Linked DNA regions of Mustela erminea: region 1 is linked to region 2. Evidence: chromatin contacts called from public Hi-C data. All regions are on one chromosome and are shown on one strand. Each heading gives the region's core, a stretch centred on a gene start, on an enhancer-like site or on the middle of the called end of the contact. The rest is flanking DNA. Distances are from core to core; before and after follow the strand shown.

The links. A called contact is a pair of places that touch in the nucleus more often than the background predicts.
Region 1: a contact with region 2 is called in a Hi-C map of fibroblasts, with 4 times the contacts expected there. The contact joins the promoter of AVL9 here to the promoter of LOC116569631 in region 2. A contact is called at or near these places in 2 of 3 Hi-C or Micro-C datasets (fibroblasts and spleen).

Annotation. Positions count from the first base shown.
Region 1 is chr11:43,972,655-43,978,472 of mMusErm1.Pri, forward strand. AVL9 (late secretory pathway protein AVL9 homolog) reads right to left here and starts at 3,666. Exons shown (of 16, transcript XM_032306004.1): 1 at 3,547-3,666. The coding sequence starts at 3,639.
Region 2 is chr11:43,660,145-43,665,926 of mMusErm1.Pri, forward strand. It overlaps LOC116569631 (retinitis pigmentosa 9 protein homolog), which reads left to right and starts at 4,457. Exons shown (of 9, transcript XR_004277110.1): 1 at 4,457-4,731; 2 at 5,441-5,488. BBS9 (protein PTHB1) reads right to left here and starts at 4,449. Exons shown (of 22, transcript XM_032305996.1): 1 at 3,801-4,449.

The DNA of each region.
Region 1 (5,818 bases), core at 2,416-4,915, 310 kb after region 2:
GATGCCCGGCTCGATCCCAGGACCCTGAGACCATGACCTGAGCCGAAAGGAGAGGCTTTAACCCACTGGGCCACCCAGGCGTCCCTCATATGTGTAATTTAAGAAACAAAACAAAGGGGAAAAAAAGACAAAACAAGAAAGAGACTCTATTGTAGAGAACAAACTGATGGTTACCAAAGTGGAGGTGGGTGGGTGGGTAGGTGGATAAAATAGGTGACGGGGATTTCACTATATTGTAAATCTGAAACTAATATAACACTGTGTATTAATTATACCAGAGTTAAAATTTAAAACTTTAAAGAAAAGTAAAGAGAAGAACCTATGCTAGATTTCTCATCTTTCAGTGCACTGTGGCAGACTCCTTTATATTTTCTTCCACTCTATCAGCAACCCAGATGAACAGACACTACTCTACTCAACAAGTATATTTATTAAAAAATCATTGCCCTGGTCTTTGTGAAGTATCATGTGCATTACAAAAAAAAAATACAAGCATATATTTTTCCTTTTTCCTTTCTACTAAGCGCTTACAACCTAAAAGTGCTATTAGAAGAGATAAAATTGATTACAAAGACTAGGGACATCTGGGTTTCAGTGTTATGGCTGAGTCTCTCCTTAACCCAAATTTCCTTAGGCTCCTCAGAACTCTCTTCTTAAATAGGGCCTCACTTGGGCTTCCTTGTTCTCTGCATTCTCTAATTTTAGAATGAATCCTTTTAGCTAGGTATAGCTAGAAACACCCTTTACTCCTGATACTGGAATTTCCCATCCACTGACCCTCCAACTCTACTCTTTGGCCATAAATATCTCCTTTTCCTCGTATTCAGAGTTGAGCTAAGAGCCCAGTGTGGGACTCCATTTCAGGGGTCTACTAGAATCATGACCTGAGCAGAAGGCAGACACTTAGCCGACTGAGCCACCCAGGTGTCCCAGTTCTATACTGAGGTCTCTTTTCCCCTATTAAAAAAGCTCTCCTGAATAAAATGTTTTTATTGCTTTAACTATTGTCCAGTTCTGGTTCTTCTGACAGAACCAAACTAGCTAAGTGTTCTTAAGTTGCTTAACGTTTTTGGGTTTCAGTTTACTCATCTGTAAATTGAAGGGAGATGAGAGTAGAATGAACTCTAGGGACCCATGCCAGCTCTAAAATTCTCATGAAGAAATCTGGTAGAGGAAAATGAGGTACAGCAAAACTAAGCGATTTGGACTTGCTCGAGGTCATGGGAGCTGTGAGGCCAGAACATCATGCAGGTCTCCCGATTCCCAGAACAGTGTTCATTTAATAAAACCAGCAGTCTTTACCTCAATGCTGAAACCAAAAGCCTAACAAATCCAGTGAAATGCCATGGCGTCCAGCAGTGCTACTTCAGCTGAAAGTGCCTCCTTCATTTTACAATCTGTTGTTCAGTTTTCTTTAATCTCTAAGCAACACCACATTTGTTTCCTAAAATCATTTTTCTTTCTGGGAATATAAGCAATATATTGACAATAAAACTGTATAAAACATAATCCTGAAATTAGATGACAGCAAAATATAAAAGATTTTATTCTCTCTCTTACCAATATTTCCTTCCTGTTTTTTAGATTTTATTTATATGAGAAAGAGAGAGAGAGCATGGGGCAGGAGGGTCAGAGGGAGAAGCCAGCTCCCTGCTGAGCAGGGACCTTCAGTGAACCCAATTTGGGACTTGATTCTGGGACTGGGACTGGATCCTGGGACTCCAGGATCATAACCTGAGCTGAAGGCAGTCGCTTAACCAACTCAGCCACCCAAGTGCCCCTTTCTTCTTTTTTTTAAAAGTCCCAGTTTGGTTTGGAAGTGGGCCCCTACTTCTTTATCCTAAAAGACTCCTAAATGCCATACAGCTCAGCAGAATGAACACACTGATGGCAGAAGCAATTCTACATCTGACTCCAGGACTGTTCTGCAGTGTGACATCAGCAAGATCAATTTACTTCCTCCAAGTTTCAGTTACTTCACCCATATCCAAAGTGAGTTATAAAATGATAATTAAGATCAAAGATGTGAAGTTTTAAAGTACGAAACATCTTTAAGAAACAAAAAGAAATAAACAAGGAAAAAAATAATCAAACCCCAAAGAAGAAAAAACAAAAAACAAAAAACAAAAGCCCAGGCTCTTACCTACAGAAAACAAACTGGTGGCTATCAGAGGGAATGTGGGTGGGGGGATGGGTGAAACAGGTGAGGGGGATTAAGAACACACCTATGTTGGTGAGCACTGAGTAATGTAGAGAATTGTGGAAATCACTGTATTGGACACCTAAAACTAATATAACACTACATTAATCAAATTAAAAATTTTAAAAGTATTAAAAATCTAATGAACATGGTGTTTGCATGCCAAGATACAATCTCAAATACCCACTCTCTTCTAAATATAAGGCCATGTTTTAAAAACATATACTCTACTGCTGCTACTTGGAATTTTTTTTAACACCGCACTAAATAATGCCACTTTCTCCTCGGTGTCTTTCTATGCCATTTTCCCCTGAGAGACAAGGAACAAAATACCATACTACAAAGTTAAGCAACGGTTAGAATACATACAATCACAAACATCTATTCACTCCACTTTCCTGTTACCATCCTCTAACGAATTTAAATTTTGCCAGCAAAAATCTTCTAAAATGTTTTGTTTTCTGTGAAACGCAAGAAATGAAATGCTACATTACCTAGCAGTGGCAGTCAGTATTTTTAACACATTTCAATTTCCTGTTCGCTAGCACATTATGACATCATTGCCTTCCAGCGTTTGGGCTCATGAAATAATTCCGTTTCTGTTTTGTTCTTCTACCTCCAATGTATATACTGCAAACGTCCCATTGTTCCCGTTCACTATTTCAGTGAAGAAGCGTGATAAAAATGACTTTGTATTTGCACACTCCTCTGCCCGGTAAATATACCATCTCTTATCGCAACTGAACTGGAAAGGTCAATTTCTCACCAAAAGGCAAGATTTGGACGAGATCAAATAGCAAAACCAAGGCCCAGTGGGAAGGGGGGGAGGAGTCAATACACCACCCAAACAGGACGGATTCTAGGGCTTCCACAGATAAACAAAGGAAGTGGATTTTCCCACGACGCCGCCTGTGCTTCAACCAACCCTAAACATTTGTGTGGAAGCCCACTGAGCTCATTACCTTGAAAACGAAGCCCAAGTGCTGAATCTTGTAAAGGCTCCCATTATAGGTGGACACCCGGAAAGTCAATGGAGGCTCAGATGAATGAGGAACTGAGTGGGGCTGACCTTCGATTCATCCTCCCACTCCACCAAGGAGCCTGAACACCTACCAACCCAACAATACCAACACAGAACTCCTCCGCTGCTCAAAACAATGTCGGGGGCCAGAGAAAGAAGGGAGTGTGGAGAATGCGCCTCAGGTGCGCCGACTGCGAGGAGCAGGTGTGAAGTTCAGAAGGGCCGAGGGCGCTTAAGGCAGCACCAAACCGAGCTGAGGGGAGCGAGCACCAGCTGCGCGCGACCGCACGAACGGCCGGGGGCGGATTCGAACCCCCCTCCTCACCTGGCAGCCCTTCTTGTGATGAAAGCCGACCACCACGATGTGCAGTACGGGCCCCCGGGGGGCGCCATCGCCTCCCCGCCCGGCCTTCTCCATGGGCGGCCGCCGCGGGCCCGCAAGCCGCCGACTTCAACCGCCAAGGGCGGCGGGCCCGGCGAACCCCGCGGTCCCCAGGAAGACGGCGAGCGGCGGGTTTCAGGTGTCAGCGAGGGCGCCGCATGAGGGCCGCCCAGGCGGCCCGGAGGAGGCCGAGGCTCCCGCAGCTCCGTGCCGCCCTCCAGGGCCGCTGCCGCGCTATCCTCATCCGCTTCCGCTGCTTCCGGGCTGTCACCTGATGCGGCGGCCGCCGCCGGCGACGAGGGGCGGGGCAGGCCCCGGAGGGAAACTGACGGGGCGGGGCCTGGGTGTGGGGCGGGGCCCGAGAGGGGAGCGCTTGGGCGGGGGCGGGACCTGCGGGGCCACAGGGCATCTCTGTCTCCTCCCTTTTCCGTGCGACCTTAACACGCTTTTCTCAACCCTTTGCCCTCTCTTTTTCCTCCTTAAAATCTCCTCCCCTTCCGTCCACTTTCTTTAGCTTTCCTCCTTTTTTAACGTCTTTTCTTCTTATTCACTCTCTTATCCAATTTCTTCATTCATTTCCTTCGCCTCTCCGGCTTCGGTAACAGGGAGTCATATTGATGGGGCTCTGTAACTGCGTATTCAACCTTTAAATTACTTGCTTCTCCAGGTTTTTTTCTTTTGCTTCGTTCTGGATTTTTTTTTTTTTTCTTATTTAAGTATTATGTATAGGAGACTGGAAGCGTCTCAAGGGCTGCAGTAAAATGTCCTCGACAATAAAGGAAGTTTACAAGGAGACCTGTAAATGACTGTTCTGATTCCGAAGTTTAAATATATATATATTTTTTTCATTTTATCTTTTTTCTGGCTTTAGTACTCTGGTCAGTAAAAAATATACGTGGTCTGTTGTCACCAGTATATCTAATGTCCTAACTGATTGTACTACATTTTTTAAAAAAATATTTATTTATTTATTTGACAGACAAATCACAAATAGGCAGAGAGGCAGGAAGAGAGAGAGGAGGAAGCCGGCTCCCTGCTAAGCAGAGAGCCCGTGGGGCTCCATCCCAGAACCCCGGGACCATGACCTGAGCCGAAGGCAGAGGCTTTAACCCACTGAGCCACCCAGGTTCCCCTACAACTTTATTTTTAAAGACTAAAGGATAGGAGCTTGCTTCAAATAGAATTCGAGATTACTGCAATAATTGGCTGTGAAGTTTACCATTACCAGTTGCCTCTTAGTTTAGACAACCTTAGCAGGTGTTATTTTACACTCCTGGCCTTGTAATTTAAGGACTTGCATTCTAATTGAAGTATAGCTGAGAAAACCAGTAGGCTTCCTATAAATGAATTTAGCTTCTATGATTCAGCAGGAGTGTGTTAATGCTAATAAAAATACTGTAGAAACCTTTCAAGGTGTTTCTACCATTTCCTTACTATATTAGAGAATTCTTGGTGTTGGTTCAGAACTGCGTGTGAAATTATAGTATTCCCTGCATGCAGAATATCTTTTTTTTTTTTTTAAGATTTTATTTATTTATTTGACAGACAGAGATCACAACTAGGCAGAGAGGCAGGCAGAGAGAGAGGAGGAAGCAGGCTCCCCACTGAGAAGAGCCCAATGGGGGGCTCCATCCCAGGACCCTGAGACCATGACCTGAGCAGAAAGCAGAGGCTTTAACCCACTGAGCCACCCAGGCACCACCCCTGCATGCAGAATATCTTACAGTTCTTTTCCACCTGCTTCAATATTTTCCACAATTGGCATACCCCAAATTAAAGTCTAATAGAACAGTCTTTTTTTTTTTTTTTTTTTTTAAAGATTTAAGAGTAGGGCTTTGGGGTGGCTCAGTCAGTTAAGTATCTGCCTTCTTCTCAGGTCTTAATCCCAAAATCCTGGGATCTAGCCCAGCACCCACTCCCTGCTCAGCAGGGAACTTGCTTCTCCCTCTCCCCCTGCTTGTGCTCTCTCTTTCACTGTCAAGTAAAAATCTCTAAAAGAATTTTATATCGGGACGCCTGGGTGGCTCAGTTGGTTGGGCAGCTGCCTTCGGCTCAGGTCATGATCCCAGCGTCCTGGGATCGAATCCCACATCAGGCTCCTTGCTTGGCAGGGAGCCTGCTTCTCCCTCTGCCTCTGCCTGCCATTCTGTCTGCCTGTGCTCTCTTTCTCCCTCTCTCTGATAAATAAATAAAATCTTTAAAAAAAATTATAAAA
Region 2 (5,782 bases), core at 3,207-5,706:
ATTAAACAGAGTAATCATATGATCCAGTAATTCCAGTTCAAGGTCGCAAGAGAAATGAGAACATATGTCCACATAAAAACTTACACATGAAAACTTATATTAGCATTATTCATACTATTCAGAAGGTAGAAATGATCCAAATATCTACCAACTGATGAATATATAAACACAATGTTGGCAGATCCATAAAATGGAATGTTATTCAGCAATAAAAAAGTACTGACATATACTACAACTTGGCTGAACCTTGAAAACATTATTCTAAGAAGCCAGTCACTAAAGGCAACATATTTTATGATTCCGTTTATATAAAATGTATAAAATACATCTCAAACTAAATATTGTATTACTATTACTTCAACTAAAAATAAATAAGCATACAAATAAATAAATAAATAAATAAATAAAATGTATATAATAGGCAAATCCATACAGACAGAAAGTAAATTAGTGCTGCTTTGGTCCAGTGGGAAGAAAAGGACAGGAAAGTTACAGGTAAAGGATGAGAGGAGTCTTTCTGAAGTGATGAAAATATTCTAAAATTGACCGCAACGCAAGTGATGGCTGCACATATCTGTGAATACACAAAAGTAACACTGAACTGTACAAATTATATAGGAGAAACAAGAGACATTTTTTAGCTGTGAAACTTGGACTTCCTGTTACAAAAACAAAAAAGGATGCTGAATAACAAAATATTAAATATGTATGAACTGATTTTTCATCTGGTTTAGTTAACTGCCTTGAATAAAAATAAGAAACAAGGATTTGCATTTTATCCCCTTTCATTCAATGTAGACTTCCAGGTCCTCAGGGATTTTCTGTTTTAAGTAAATGAAAAACAATAACCAAAAATCAGGTTTTCAATAGCTATCACCTCCCTTCACTAGAAAGGAAAATAATAGCTAACACTTACTAATCATTTACTAAGTCCCAGGCAGTGTTCTAAGTGCTTTGCAAATACTCTATTTTAATCTTCAAAACAGAACTACAAAGTAAAAGGCACGTAGTACTATTCAGGTATCCCTGAATACAGAGAGGTTAAAAACCCACCCAAGAGGTCACAACTAGTAAGTAATAGAAGTAGCATCCCAAAGCAGACTGTCTATTCCAAAGTCCTAAACACCCCACAAAGACTAAAATGGTATACTCTGTTGATACTAATTGAAATCACGGCAAGTTAAAACTGCAAGAAAGTATTTTCATACGTCTAAATAAATTTTTAAAAAATTTATTTATTTGAGAGAGAGAGAACATGAGGGGTGGAGAACAGAAGGACAATCAGACTCCTTGCTGAGCAGGGAGCTGCACACAGGGGTGGATCCCTGGGATCATGACCTTAGCTGAAGGCAGATGCTTAACCAACTGAGCCATCCAGGCACTCCCACCTAATTTAATTTTTAAAGGATGACTAGAAAACAATTATTTGTAGGTTTAAAAGGTCCATACCTATGACCACAAGTGATTGATTTCTTATGTCTCATTAGAATAAACAGAAGATAATCTCTTTAACCCCTAAACTCCAGAAATACTCTTCCACACTTAACATTTCCTTGTTTTTAATACTTACTTACATACATTATCTTTCACAGCAAAGTTTACTGAGATTTAGGGGTGCCTGGGTGGCTCAGTGGGTTAAGCCTCTGCCTTGGGCTCTGGTCATTATCTCAGGGTCCTGGGATTGAGCCCTGCATTGGGCTCCCCATTCAGGGGAGAGCCTGTTTCCCTCTCTCTCTCTCTCTCTGCCTGCCTCACTGCCTACTTGTGATCTCTCTCTCCTCAAAAAAATTAATAAAATCTTTAAAAATAAATTTAGTGAGATTTAGTCTTCATTTAAGATATGGATGTTTTAACACCCCATTGGCCTAGTCCTACAACATAGAAGGATGACTAGAAGAATTGCTGCAACAAAGATTACCCCAAGAATCCTATGGAAAGAAAATTTGGGGGCACCTGGATTGCTCAGACTGTTAAGTATCCAATCTTGACTTGAGCTCAGGTCATGATCTCAGGGTTGTGACACTGAACCCCGAGTTTGGTTCCACACTGGGCACAGAAACTGCTTAAAATTATTTCTTTTTCTCTTTCTCTCTCTCCCCACCCCTTTACTCCTCCTCTTCTCTCTCCCTTTCAAAAAGAGAGAGAGAGAGAGAGAATATGTGGATTAGAAGGCAGATGCCCCAGGTGCCCCAAGAATGCTGCTTTTGAACACAATATTATAAGCAATTAGTATTAAAATTTTCAATAAAAGAGCATAGGAGAGGGAGTTAAAACATATCTGGGTTCCCTTTTCCATTCCATTTGTCAGAAGAGTGACTTTAAACAAGTCCCTCACCTTCTAATCTCCTAATTGTTCTGGGGAGTGGTAAGATAAATAGCCTAACACATGTAACTGCTTAACCATAGGATGTACTCAATCTAAGTGTCAAATAAATGCCATTAGTAACTTAGTAGTAGTAATAGAAGTGGTGGTGGTGGAATGTACTCTGAACCATGCCAGTCTGAACTTCTGGATTGAATATTTAAACGGGACATTTTTTTTAAAATGACAGGGGCACCTGGGTAGCTCAGTGGGTTAAGCCTCTAGCTTCGGCTCAGGTTATGATCTCAGGGTCCTGGGATTGAGGACCACATCAGGCTCTCTGCTCAGTGGGGAGCCTGCATCCCTTCCTCTCTCTCTCTGCCTGCCTCTCTGCCTACTTATGATCTCTACCTGTCAAATAAATAAATAAAATCTTTTTTAAAATGTTTAAAAATTTAAAATGACAGTAAACTTTCACTGAAATGATAATTGACAGGGATGTTTTATAATAACATCATGTATTTCAATAATTTTTTTTGTTTCAATAATTTTTGAGAAATATTTGAAAGTCTTTATTCTGAGGGATAAGACTTGCTAGATACATCAAAACATGTAACATTAACAACTACTATATACTATGATATAGGATTTTTGCCCCTTCAATAAATGTTTCCACCAAGAACTTGTACCAAAAATGTAAGTGTGTGGATGTACTTTAAGAGCAACTACACACAATTCCACAAAATGAAAAATTCCTTAAACTCAATTTATAAATTATTTTCAAGTTTTTAAAGTTCTTCTAAATAAGGATTTAGTCTATTCACACACGAACACACACACAAAAATCCCTGTAATTATTCTCTTTACATATTTCTAACAACTTTAGTTATGACCTATAGTTTTCCTCCTAGCATCTTCAAGTTGTGTAGGTGTGTGACGTGGTTTCATGTTTAAAGTAAAAGTAAAAGTGAGGTGGCAAAAAAAAACAAAACAAAAACTATTAATTTCTCGGGAAATTGAAGTCAATTGTAGGACTTAATTAGGGAAAGAAAGTGCTGATAAAAATCAGCTCAGTGTATCTAAACTGCTGTGGTCTGCAATATAGAGAAAGAAGGAGAAGCAATAATCCTATTACAAGAATTAGAGGGTATTAGCGCATGCATCCTACTGCAGTCACAGGCTGAGAATTGCTTTGACCATTGGCTCACAAGACCTACTGAAGTGTCATGGGAAGACGATGCTAGTGCACCACGTGACATTCCTGAATGGAATCTTGAAAAAAATTTATCAGCCTTTCTCAAAAATGTTCACAAGATTTTCACACTTTGTGCTCCTAGTTGCGTTTTTATTTTTAATGCAGACATCATTCCTAAGAAACATATCATCCAATATATCCCCCCAAACCATTCCGTGGCATCAGCGGATCGATCTTGCCCACAAAACAAAACACAGAAAGGGCATTTACGCTCCCAGTGTTTAATTTCGGACATACTCTTACCTGATGCTCAATCCGGTGGGTCCTGCCCCACCTTTCCTCGAACTCTCCGGAGATTTCCCTTGAAGAACGCCTGCCAGGGTCCCAGGGCTGAAACGACGAGAGCAAGAATGGAGGGTGCAGAGCAAAGCAAACCCTCGCTTCACTACTCCCTGTCGTTCCCCTGCTCCAACTTGTTCCACGTCCCAGACGGAGAGAAAGAGCCTCACCAGGGAGCACCACCAACCCCACAAAGTTGGAGCGACACCCACAAGGAGTAAACCTGCATCCTTTCTGTGTCAACCCCGTAGACACGCAGGGAAAACGGCATCAATCCCTTGGAAGAGACCACGCAGGCCACAACAACGGCAAGTCCTGCTTCTCACAAAGAGGAGGAAATGGTGAGGGAGGCAATCAGTGGGATGTAGCAGACAGAGGACAGCAACGGCGGAAGAGACAACTCCCCACTCCCGCCTAACTCCAAGCCGTCTTCGCCCTGTTGTCATAGCACTTTACAACGAACGCCGCTGCGCAAGTCAGTCCTCCGAGCTCCGACGCCTTCTGGGGATTGTAGTCCAGAGCGGCTGAGAGGGTGGAAGGCAGAAGACTTTTCCTGCTTCGGTCCGGTCGGGATCAGATTTCTAAAGGAGAGGGCTGGAGTGAACCATTCCCTGGTCCTCATTAGCACAGAGATAATGAATACCATTCCCTTTCCCGTCCTTGGACAGTTCCTCAGAAATAGGGTCCCAGGAAGACCAGATTCCCGCCTCCGCTGTGGACGCAGAACACGCCCCCCCACGCCATCCCCGTCCCGCGTGTCAGCGCGCGGGGTGGGGCTTCGCGCGGGGGCGAGGCTCGCTCAGGAGGGGCGGAGCGTCCGCGCTCCTCCGCGGGCTCGCGCTTCCCATCCTCCAGAAACAGTTACTTTTCCCGCTCGGAGGCCAAGGAGGCAAAGGTATGGACCAGGCGGCGGTGGCCAGGTGGCAGGAGCGAGAGCCAGTGTGCGAGGCCCGGTGGCTGGGTAGTGCTGGCCCAGGACACATTCACCTTGAAGAGGAAGACAGGGGCGGAAGACCAACATCGTGGAGGCGGTGGAGCATTTGAACAATTTCCAGGTGCTTATCTTTTCCTAGGAGAAAAAGTGCTGCTCTGAGGTTTTTATACATGTCTCCTGATCCCTTGTGCAGTCTCTCTTGAGCATAGACCTTAGAGTGGATTATCTGGCATATAGGTAGGTAAATGTTCGATTTTATAATTGAACATAATAATAATGCCAGTTTTTTTTTTAATTTTTTTTTCATCTTTGTTTTCAAAACCAAAGGGGTGCCCCTAGAATAAAAGATTTTTTTAAATCATATAATAAAATACTGTGTGAAAATTACCTTGAGGGTGCGTGGGTGGCTCAGTTGGTTAAGCAGCTGACTGTATCTAAGCTCAGGTCTTGATCTGAGTATAATGAATGAGTTCAAGTCCTATATTGGCCTCGATGCTGGACATGGAGCCTACTAAAAAAAAAAGAGAGAGAGAGAGAAGGAAAAAGAAAAAATTATCTTGAACTACCAATTTATATTTCAACCCACCAAGATATGTAACTACTTCATTTTAAAAAAACATATTCCTTGTGACAGGAGGAAGGGTTGATATCCAAATTCATTCTATTTCAGTGACAGCATGGGACAGTGTGAAGAATACTATTTGCTGGGAAACCTCAGGTAACTTATCATTTCTGGCATAAAAAGCTTATTTTCAACAACTGGGTGCCATAATTCCTCCTAATGAGTGCAAGAGTTTAAAAAAAAAATAGCTGTAGTTTTTTTCCATCTTTGTGTGGCCATTTCTTTACAATGTGACTTTGTAGCTCTACCCTTACATCTAAATTTAACTTGCTTTGGTCAATGAAACATTAGTAAATATAATGAAAGCGAAGCTTCAAAAAGTGCTTCTCTCTCACATGCTTCTCTTGAAGATACTGCAACCACTTCTATGTGACTGACCTGTAGAAGCTT